2 separate regions of the Hordeum vulgare genome follow, and region 1 is linked to region 2. The links are chromatin contacts, called in public Hi-C maps. All regions are on one chromosome and are shown on one strand. Each heading gives the region's core, a stretch centred on a gene start, on an enhancer-like site or on the middle of the called end of the contact. The rest is flanking DNA. Distances are from core to core; before and after follow the strand shown. Region 1 holds the start of LOC123449176 (26S proteasome non-ATPase regulatory subunit 4 homolog). Region 2 holds the start of LOC123449175 (acyl-CoA-binding domain-containing protein 5-like).

Region 1 (4,229 bases), core at 135-2,634, 200 kb after region 2:
AAATCACATACGACCGGTAAGATACACCTGTAAAATAAATACCAGTATAGAAAAATACACCGATTCCAAGGAGAGCCTTAGGTGTATATATGATTTCGAGGGAAATTTAGCATCTTCGGATAAACTTTGTGTTATGATGTGGCTGGGAACCGTTTTCGTTGCGAGTCCAGCGATTCCTAGAACTCCGAATATTCCAAAACATTAGCGGCCACGGCCATATATTTGCTTCACTCCCGGTGAAAGCGATCGATGACGATGAGGATAAGATGAAGGTCAGACATGATTACCGTAGGACAAGTGGACTAGGGCAAAACCCCGGTGGAAAGTGAGGACGGGACCTCCTATATGACGCGTTGTGCGTCAAGTTGGTGCCCTTTCGCACACACGCGTGTCCCTGGCGGGCTTTATGGGCCGCGCGCGCGTTTGTGCAGTTTCGTGTGCTGTTTTGAACTGTTAGCGATAATAAAATTTATTCACAATTTGAAAATGTTCTGTTTACAAAACTTATTCGTATATTTCAGAATAGTTTTCACGATTTCCAAAATTCTACATGTTTTTGAATTCCATAACATTTTGTAAAATTTCGGAATATTTCTATGAAAAGTCCGAAACATTTATATAAAAATTTCAGAACATTTTTTCAAATTTCGTAACATATTTTAGAATTCCAAAACATTTTTCAAAATTCTGGAACATTTTTTCAAATTCCGGAACATTGTTTTAAATTCCGGAACATTTTTTCAAATTCCGAAACAGTTTTTCAAATTCCAAAATATTTTTCAAAATCTAGAATTTTTTTAAATTCGGGAACATATTTTAATTTCCGATTTTTTTTTCAAATTCCATAACATTTTTTCAAAATTGTTTTTTCTAAAAATACGAAACATTTTTTCAAAATTCAGAACATTTTTCAAAATCTTGAACTTTTTTCATTCTGATTTTTTTTTCAAATTCCAGAACATTTTCTCAAATCCAGAACAATTTTGAACAGAAACAGAAAGAAAAAGAAAAAACAAAAAAATAAAGAAAAAACAGTTCAGGAAACCTTCTAGGAATTTCCCAAAACCCAAAAAAACCGGTTGAAACCTCAGAAGGTTGCCAAAACCGGACACGGCACCCTCGCTATCTGGATCAGGCTGATACCCGACCAGCTCTGTGAGAAGCCTCGACACCGCTTCGCACAAAACGGCAAATAGGATTTTCCAGTCAGGACGGTACTGGCAAACAAAATCGAGACTAGACCCATGGTGACTTTCTTTTATGGGTCTACAAATCAGGCCCAACAGGTCAGAAAGCAGTCCGGTTCCACCGCGGGCCGGACCGAGGCGTACCAAGTCTCGAATCGGTTTCCTCCACAGAAAGCAATCCACGTCCACCAAGGCGACGCCGCAAATAAGAACTCCAGCCCTCTCCTCCCCCTTGGATCAGTTTGTTCCCCTTGTTCCCCAACCCGAACCCTCGACTGCAGCGCGACCCACAGCGGCGCAACCATGGTGCTCGAGGTCAGTACCGCCCGCCGGCCTCCCAGATCGCCTCCGCCAAGCTCCGATTCCTAGCGATTTCTCACCGTTTGTTTGGTTTCCCCTCCTTTTGCAGTCGACGATGATCTGCATAGACAACTCGGAGTGGATGCGGAACGGCGACTACTCGCCGTCCCGCTTCCAGGCGCAGGCCGACGCCGTCAACCTCATCTGCGGCGCCAAGACCCAGGTACCGCGCCCCCTCCGAACCGATCGATCGATCGGGTTAGGTCTCGATGTGTGTGTGGGCTAGGGTTTTGGGTTCCGGATCTGACTTGTTTGTCGGTGGTCTCTTGCAGTCGAACCCGGAGAATACGGTGGGCGTCATGACGATGGCCGGCAAGGGCGTGCGCGTGCTTGTCACCCCCACCAGCGACCTCGGCAAGATCCTCGCCTGTATGCACGGTAAGCTCCCGTCACTACCCGAATTTCCGCCGTTACAAAGTTTCTTATGCCTCGTACCAGCGCAGAACTCGTGTACCTAATAGTTTAGGGTTTCAATGTAAGTATGTAAGCTCGTCGAGCTTGGATAGGATTAGATGGTGTAGCCTTTTGGATGGCGTTTGGTGATAGTACGCCCGTTAGCAGGCCTTTGTTTCGCAAAATATACTAGCAAAAGTAGGAATTTTAGTTCTTTGACTAAGTGATCTCCAACGATTTAATGCACAGGGCTGGAAGTTGGAGCTGAAGCAAACTTGGCTGCAGCTATTCAGGTTGCTCAGCTGGCTCTCAAGCATCGCCAGAATAAGAGGCAACAACAGAGAATTATTGTTTTCATTGGAAGGTATGTTGAGCAAATGAGCAAGATAACTTCTGTTGACCCTGTTTTGTCTGAATTACGCTAATTTCATTGTCCTCATATCTCAGCCCTGTGAAATACGACAAGAAAGTTTTGGAGACAATAGGGAAGAAGCTGAAGAAGAATAATGTTGCCCTTGACGTTGTTGATTTTGGTGAAACTGATGATGAAAAGCCTGAGAAACTGGAAGCGCTGATCGCTGCTGTGAACAGCAGTGATAGCAGCCACATTGTCCATGTCCCTCCGGGTGATCATGCCCTTTCTGATGTTCTTATAAGGTAATTTGCTTTGTTTGATATCCTTAGGGCTCTAGTTTGATATGACGATGTACTTTGGTTGACGAGTTATAACCCCTAACTGTTTCACAGCACTCCTATCTTCACCGGTGAAGAAGGTGGAAGTGGCTTTGCTGCTTCTGCAGCTGCTGCTGCAGCCACTGGAGCTACTGGGTATGATTTTGGCGTGGACCCAAATGTGGATCCAGAGTTGGCACTTGCCCTACGGTTGTCTATGGAGGAAGAGCGAGCTAGGCAAGAGGCTATCGCGAAAAAAGCTGCAGAAGACAACAAGGATCAGGCCTCAAGCTCTACTGATGCTATTATGGCTGAAGCGGAACTTACCTTAAATGCTCCTGCTGATGTTGACGCAGATCTACTGAAGGTATTTTCATTATCCAATGCCTAATTTAATGTTGGAGTTTTCTGTCCTTGAATACTATACATCGTAATAAACTAGATCTGTTTTAGCTTCCCCATGCTTGGACTGCCTAGTACAATATTTTATCTGCTAATAATAATGGTACTTCTGTAATTCCTAGTTACTACATGGTTAACACTATCGCGTATCTTACAGAAGCAAAAAAAGTTGACTAGTTTGTTTGTCATTGAATTCATAATGGTAACACATGTCCAAGTTTTGATAACGCTTGTGACAACATGCTTTGATAATGAAGTATCGTTGATGCAACTTCTTACCTAGTTTTTCCTTGGTTTGTAACTACTGTAGAACTAGGTTACAACTGTTAATCAGCCCAAAACGAAATGTAGCAATATTTGGTTTGCTGATAAATCTTGTGGGTGGCATCTATGGATCTGTTTAAGAAGATATATCTTATTCTATCAATGTTTACCTGAGTGGCGATAACAGATTGCTAATATTGTAACCTGCAGGATGATGATGATGCTCAGCTATTACAGCAAGCACTTGCTATGTCAATGGATGAGGGAGCTTCAGGAGCTGCAGCCGTGGCTGATGCTGCTATGGCAGAAGCTGCTGCAGATGACCAGGATTTGGCATTGGGTAGGTCCTTCTATTTCTTATGCCAATTTTTTATTATTAAATTGGAAGTTCATTTCAGATTCGAAGTACCAATCTCTAGTTTAGAGACATTAGCTTGTTCCCGTATTGATCCTTGTTTAGGAAAATATTTGCTTATAATGCAATTTCACTGAAACTCATAGACCACATTCTCTGCATGACTATCTATTTGTTTGATGATCACCAACCAGACCGTACTGAAAAGCTTAGGCATGCTTTCCACCTGCGCTGAAAGAAAGGAAAAGAACAATTCTTCCGTGAGGAAACCTTCAGGATTAGCATTAACTAACCTTAACATTAGGCACACACGTAAAATATCAGCAAATATTCAGAAGATAAAATTTCAGAGATTCTTGCGGAATTTAGGCACACACTTTGCTCATATATCGTAATTCCATCTTTAAAAATGTCCAAATATTTCACGTTGAATTTCCCCCGTCTCTTATGTGCATATGTATATATTACGTCTTTTTCTTAGTAATTGTTATATGATGCAGACTTGCAGAGTTTTTTGTCTTAGCTTCATATCGAAATGTTTACATGTCCTGATGTGTATTTTTGTATGCCATATGCAGCTCTTCAAATGTCTGTTC
Region 2 (3,914 bases), core at 788-3,287:
TAAATTGCACTCTGTCAAGTATAACACTAGATTTGTGTGTGGTTTATTCAAAAACTCAAAAAATATTCCCTGTCAATCATGCAGCCTTATGCATTGCCAGATCAATGTAGCAGAGACATCCTTACACACAACAATGTTAGTTACTTGGTTTAAGTGTGTGACTTCTAAGCACAACAATGTAGCAGAGACAGCCTTATGCTTTTAATCATAGTCCCCATTAGAAGTAATAGACACGGTACCAGATAAATTTGATTCCCGTTATGGTGTAGCTACCTTTTTGGTCTTTTGCCAACTTGCAACAGTTAAGCACAAAACAACTCAGTTGTTCATGTTATTTCTTCCTAGTTATAAGTTATAACTGAGACTTAGTACACCCCACCTTCCTTGAATAAATATAGAAAGGTCCAATGTTATTACCACTCGCAGGGGGGTTGGGTACTCAAACGTGTTTTGTAAAATATCATTGACTAATATGACTTGCTGCATCATAAGAAAGATAAGTGGAATCAGAATATCACAGAGAGATGAAAGACATACCATTTTGCACGAGAAGAAGGTCTCAGTGTAAGTGGTTGTGCAGCATCATAACAGGGACCATCAACTGCAACCTTGAGAAGTCCCTGCAGCTGCAGCTGCACATCGCTATTCAGCTTCGACAGAGCAGCCGTCCCAGTGTCACTAGCTGCAAATGCTGCTGCTGCACCAAATCTCTTCTCCACTTCACTCCTCTCGATCCCTTCCCACTCTTCAAACTCCATGCTTGCTCTAGCCTCGTCTTCCGGCATCCCTAGCAATGTCGTTTCCTCCTCCGGTAACTGAACAACCACTTTGTCATTAGGGACGACTTCTTGGCTGACATTTAGATCATCAGATTTCTTAAGAGCCAGCTCCTCCTTAGAGACCAGTTTTTCTTGCTGATCAACCGTGCCGGCCTCACATTGAGCTTCCTCCTTATTCTGAACTTCTTCATGTGGAACAACAACTTCTTCGACAGATTCTTGTTTCATTTCCTCATCCTTTGCTGCGGCATCGGGGATCACTCTTGGAGCCGCAACGGGAGCCGATTCGTGCTGATTCGCTTCAATGACTTGCTCCTCCTGCTTCCCAGGTACAGCGTCAAGAACATCTGCAGGCAGAGTGTCGGAAGCCAATTCACGCGGAATCACTTCAGCAGCTTGTGCTCCCTCCTCCTCCTCCTCCAGTCCTGCATCAGTAACTTCTGCAGCAGCAGCCCCCACATCCAGATGAAGCTGCTTCACTCCAACAGCTTCCGTAGCCTGAACTTCCTGCTTCTGCAATCCCGCAACAGGGACTTCACTCGGGGCAACTTCAGCACCCAGATCATGCTGATGGCCTGTCTCTTCCTCCAGCTCCACGCAAAGAACCTCGCCGTGAGAAGATTCGGCGCCCGAATCCCGCGGCTTCGCTTCGACAGCCGCCTCCGTGGCAGCGGTCAAATCGGGCTGCTTCTTGCCAACTTCACCCTCCTCCTTCTGTTCCTGCGACACGGCACCAAGGAACAGCTCCGGAGCAAGAAGCGTCGCCGGAACCCCCTCTTCGGCGGCCACCCACTCGGTCCTCCCCTCCGCGACGGTCGCGGGGGCCTTCTCCACCTCGACCCACCCCTCGGCGAGAGACGGCGCCGCCACATCCGCCCACGCTGCCTCCGCCTCGACCTCGTCGACCTCGATGACCCTCTCCTCCTCCGCCTTTTCCTCCGCGATCACGTCAGCGGGCCCCGCCGCGCGATCGCGGCGGGGTGGATCATTGTTCCCGGAGAAGAGCTTGGCGAGCAGGACGGCGACGAGGAGGGTGGCCGCCGCCGTGAGGAGCAGCTCGAACAGCAGCTCCATGAATCCCGGGTGGGCGAGGAAGCGAGGCAGCGGATGCGGCTTCTCGCTTCTTTTCTTGTTCGGTTGGGTCGGCGAGGGGAAGGGGGAAAGGGAAAGCGGAAACAGGGGAGGGAGCAGAAGAGACGAGGGTAGAGACGGAGGTGGGTGCGGGGGAGGGGGGAGAGAGTAAAGGAAAGCGGGGTGGGGCGCCAAAAGGGAGAGGCATATTCGGGGGCGGATACGACCGCCACGGGGGAGGGATGTGGGGAAAAGGTCTCGTCGACCGCGAGCTGCTTGGGGCGACGCCGTCAGGGGATTTTCGTTTCCTTGCGCCCGGCTACGCGACGAGGGAGGTCATCGGCGAGAAGGGCGGCGACGGAGACAGCGAGTGCCGGACCGCCGAAGTTCGGAGATTTGGGTGGGTGGGTTTCGTCCTTTTGCTTGCTTTGCGTGTGCTGCGCGCTTTCGGTGCGAAATTTCTCCAAGATATTGATGATCATTTTCTTTCCTACGAGTCCCTCCGGGCGATGGTCTGCTCCGGCGCGGCCGGCCGCCCGATCTGCCAGCTGTAGGCGGTCCGCGCCGTTAGATTTTCATGTAATATTTTTTTTCGATGCAACAAATTTTGACGCTGTACATTAATTTTCGTCGATGGTTGCAAAAAAGAAATATATAAAAAAATATCTACGTGATCGTAGCAAAAAACGAAGAAGATGATGCGTGGTAGCAAAAGTCAAACGGCGGTTGTAGCAAATATCTACGTGACGTGTATGTAACTTTTTAGTAAACGGTTGCAGCAAAAAATAATACCGGTTGTAGCAAAAAATAACGCGGTTGTAGCAAAAATCAAAACGTCGGTTGTAGCAAAAATCCAACAAACTCGAGTTGCAACCAAACGTATATGCAGCTTTTTTATTGGACAAATGTAGTAAATAAAAAACGCTTGTAGCAAATATGAACGTTGGTTGCGACAAATTTAGACGAGAAAAAAAGTTGCATGGAAAACATTTGTATCAAAATAACACATGATTGCAGCAAATTTGACGAAAAAATGTTGCATGCATCTACGAGCGAGGCGTGTGGCCCGCGCGCGACCGGCCAAACGATTCGGCCGGCGCGCCGGGTGGAAGCGTTTACCCTCCATTCCCCCTCTTCCTAACCCATGAGAATCTACATACGGACTATGTAAATCCGTCTCCTCAAACGTTCATGGATGTGTCCGGCTCCCGCGCACCGACCTAGCCTCAAATTTACCTTCTCATAAACGGGCACCTTAAATAGCATATCGCAAATTCATACAAACTCATACAACAATGTCGATGCATTACACACATCGTGTATCTGCTCCAGGACCGCGATGATCTAGCCTCAAAGAACCCGAGCACTTGTTGAGTCGACGTTATGGAGTCGCGTAGGATCCTGCCGTGTGCCGGGTGATGTCCTTACAGAAATGTCGGAGTGCAATGCGGACCGCGATTGCCTCCACCAACCTGCATGGGATGACATCCCAGTCGACGGATCCAGACTTGTCGAAGTCAGATCCGCTGCCCCCCATGCCGGAGACGACCAGAAATCACCAGAGAAGAGGTTGGGGTGGCGGAGGGAGTGGAGGGGAGTGGAGTGTGAAGTGGCTAGGATTTGGTCCGACGAGCGGATGGGGATGAATATATGTGGGGTTGATGCTGGGCCAACACGGGCCAGGCCGACGTGCTCGAACACGCCCGGGCGCCCTCATATTTGGGTCGAATGTGAGGGGCACCGGACATCCCGGACATTTGAGGCTCGTTTGTGGCGCCCAACGGGGTCAAATTTTGGTGACTCGTCAGTGACTGGGCGGCCTGCCCTCGCGTATGTAGCAAGTTTGGGGCGTTCGACTATAGATGCTCTCACTCTTAGAAAAACGGAGTCAAAATAAAAAATTACTCATGTAGTACTATACCTACTAATAGCGTGCAAGTGCACATAGTTTAGTTGTGGCCTTTTCGAAGTGAGAGTATCAATTTTATAGGGAGCACGGGAATCAGGCTTTCGCCCTTTGTATAGAATTATGTAACTTTGTGCCTGCAGATAACTATATACTTG

Evidence for each region. Hi-C and Micro-C count contacts between places; a contact is called where the count stands out from the background.
Region 1: a contact with region 2 is called in a Hi-C map of leaf, with 4 times the contacts expected there. The contact joins the promoter of LOC123449176 here to the promoter of LOC123449175 in region 2. A contact is called at or near these places in 4 of 6 Hi-C or Micro-C datasets (leaf, seedling and an unstated tissue) and 1 of 1 datasets of contacts at active chromatin or transcription factors (embryo).

What each region holds. Positions count from the first base shown.
Region 1 is chr4H:507,768,588-507,772,816 of MorexV3_pseudomolecules_assembly, forward strand. LOC123449176 (26S proteasome non-ATPase regulatory subunit 4 homolog) reads left to right here and starts at 1,385. Exons shown (of 11, transcript XM_045126288.1): 1 at 1,385-1,502; 2 at 1,597-1,710; 3 at 1,820-1,925; 4 at 2,190-2,304; 5 at 2,388-2,597; 6 at 2,688-2,979; 7 at 3,489-3,618; 8 at 4,212-4,229. The coding sequence starts at 1,491.
Region 2 is chr4H:507,568,153-507,572,066 of MorexV3_pseudomolecules_assembly, forward strand. It overlaps LOC123449175 (acyl-CoA-binding domain-containing protein 5-like), which reads right to left and starts at 2,038. Exons shown (of 5, transcript XM_045126285.1): 1 at 538-2,038. The coding sequence starts at 1,853.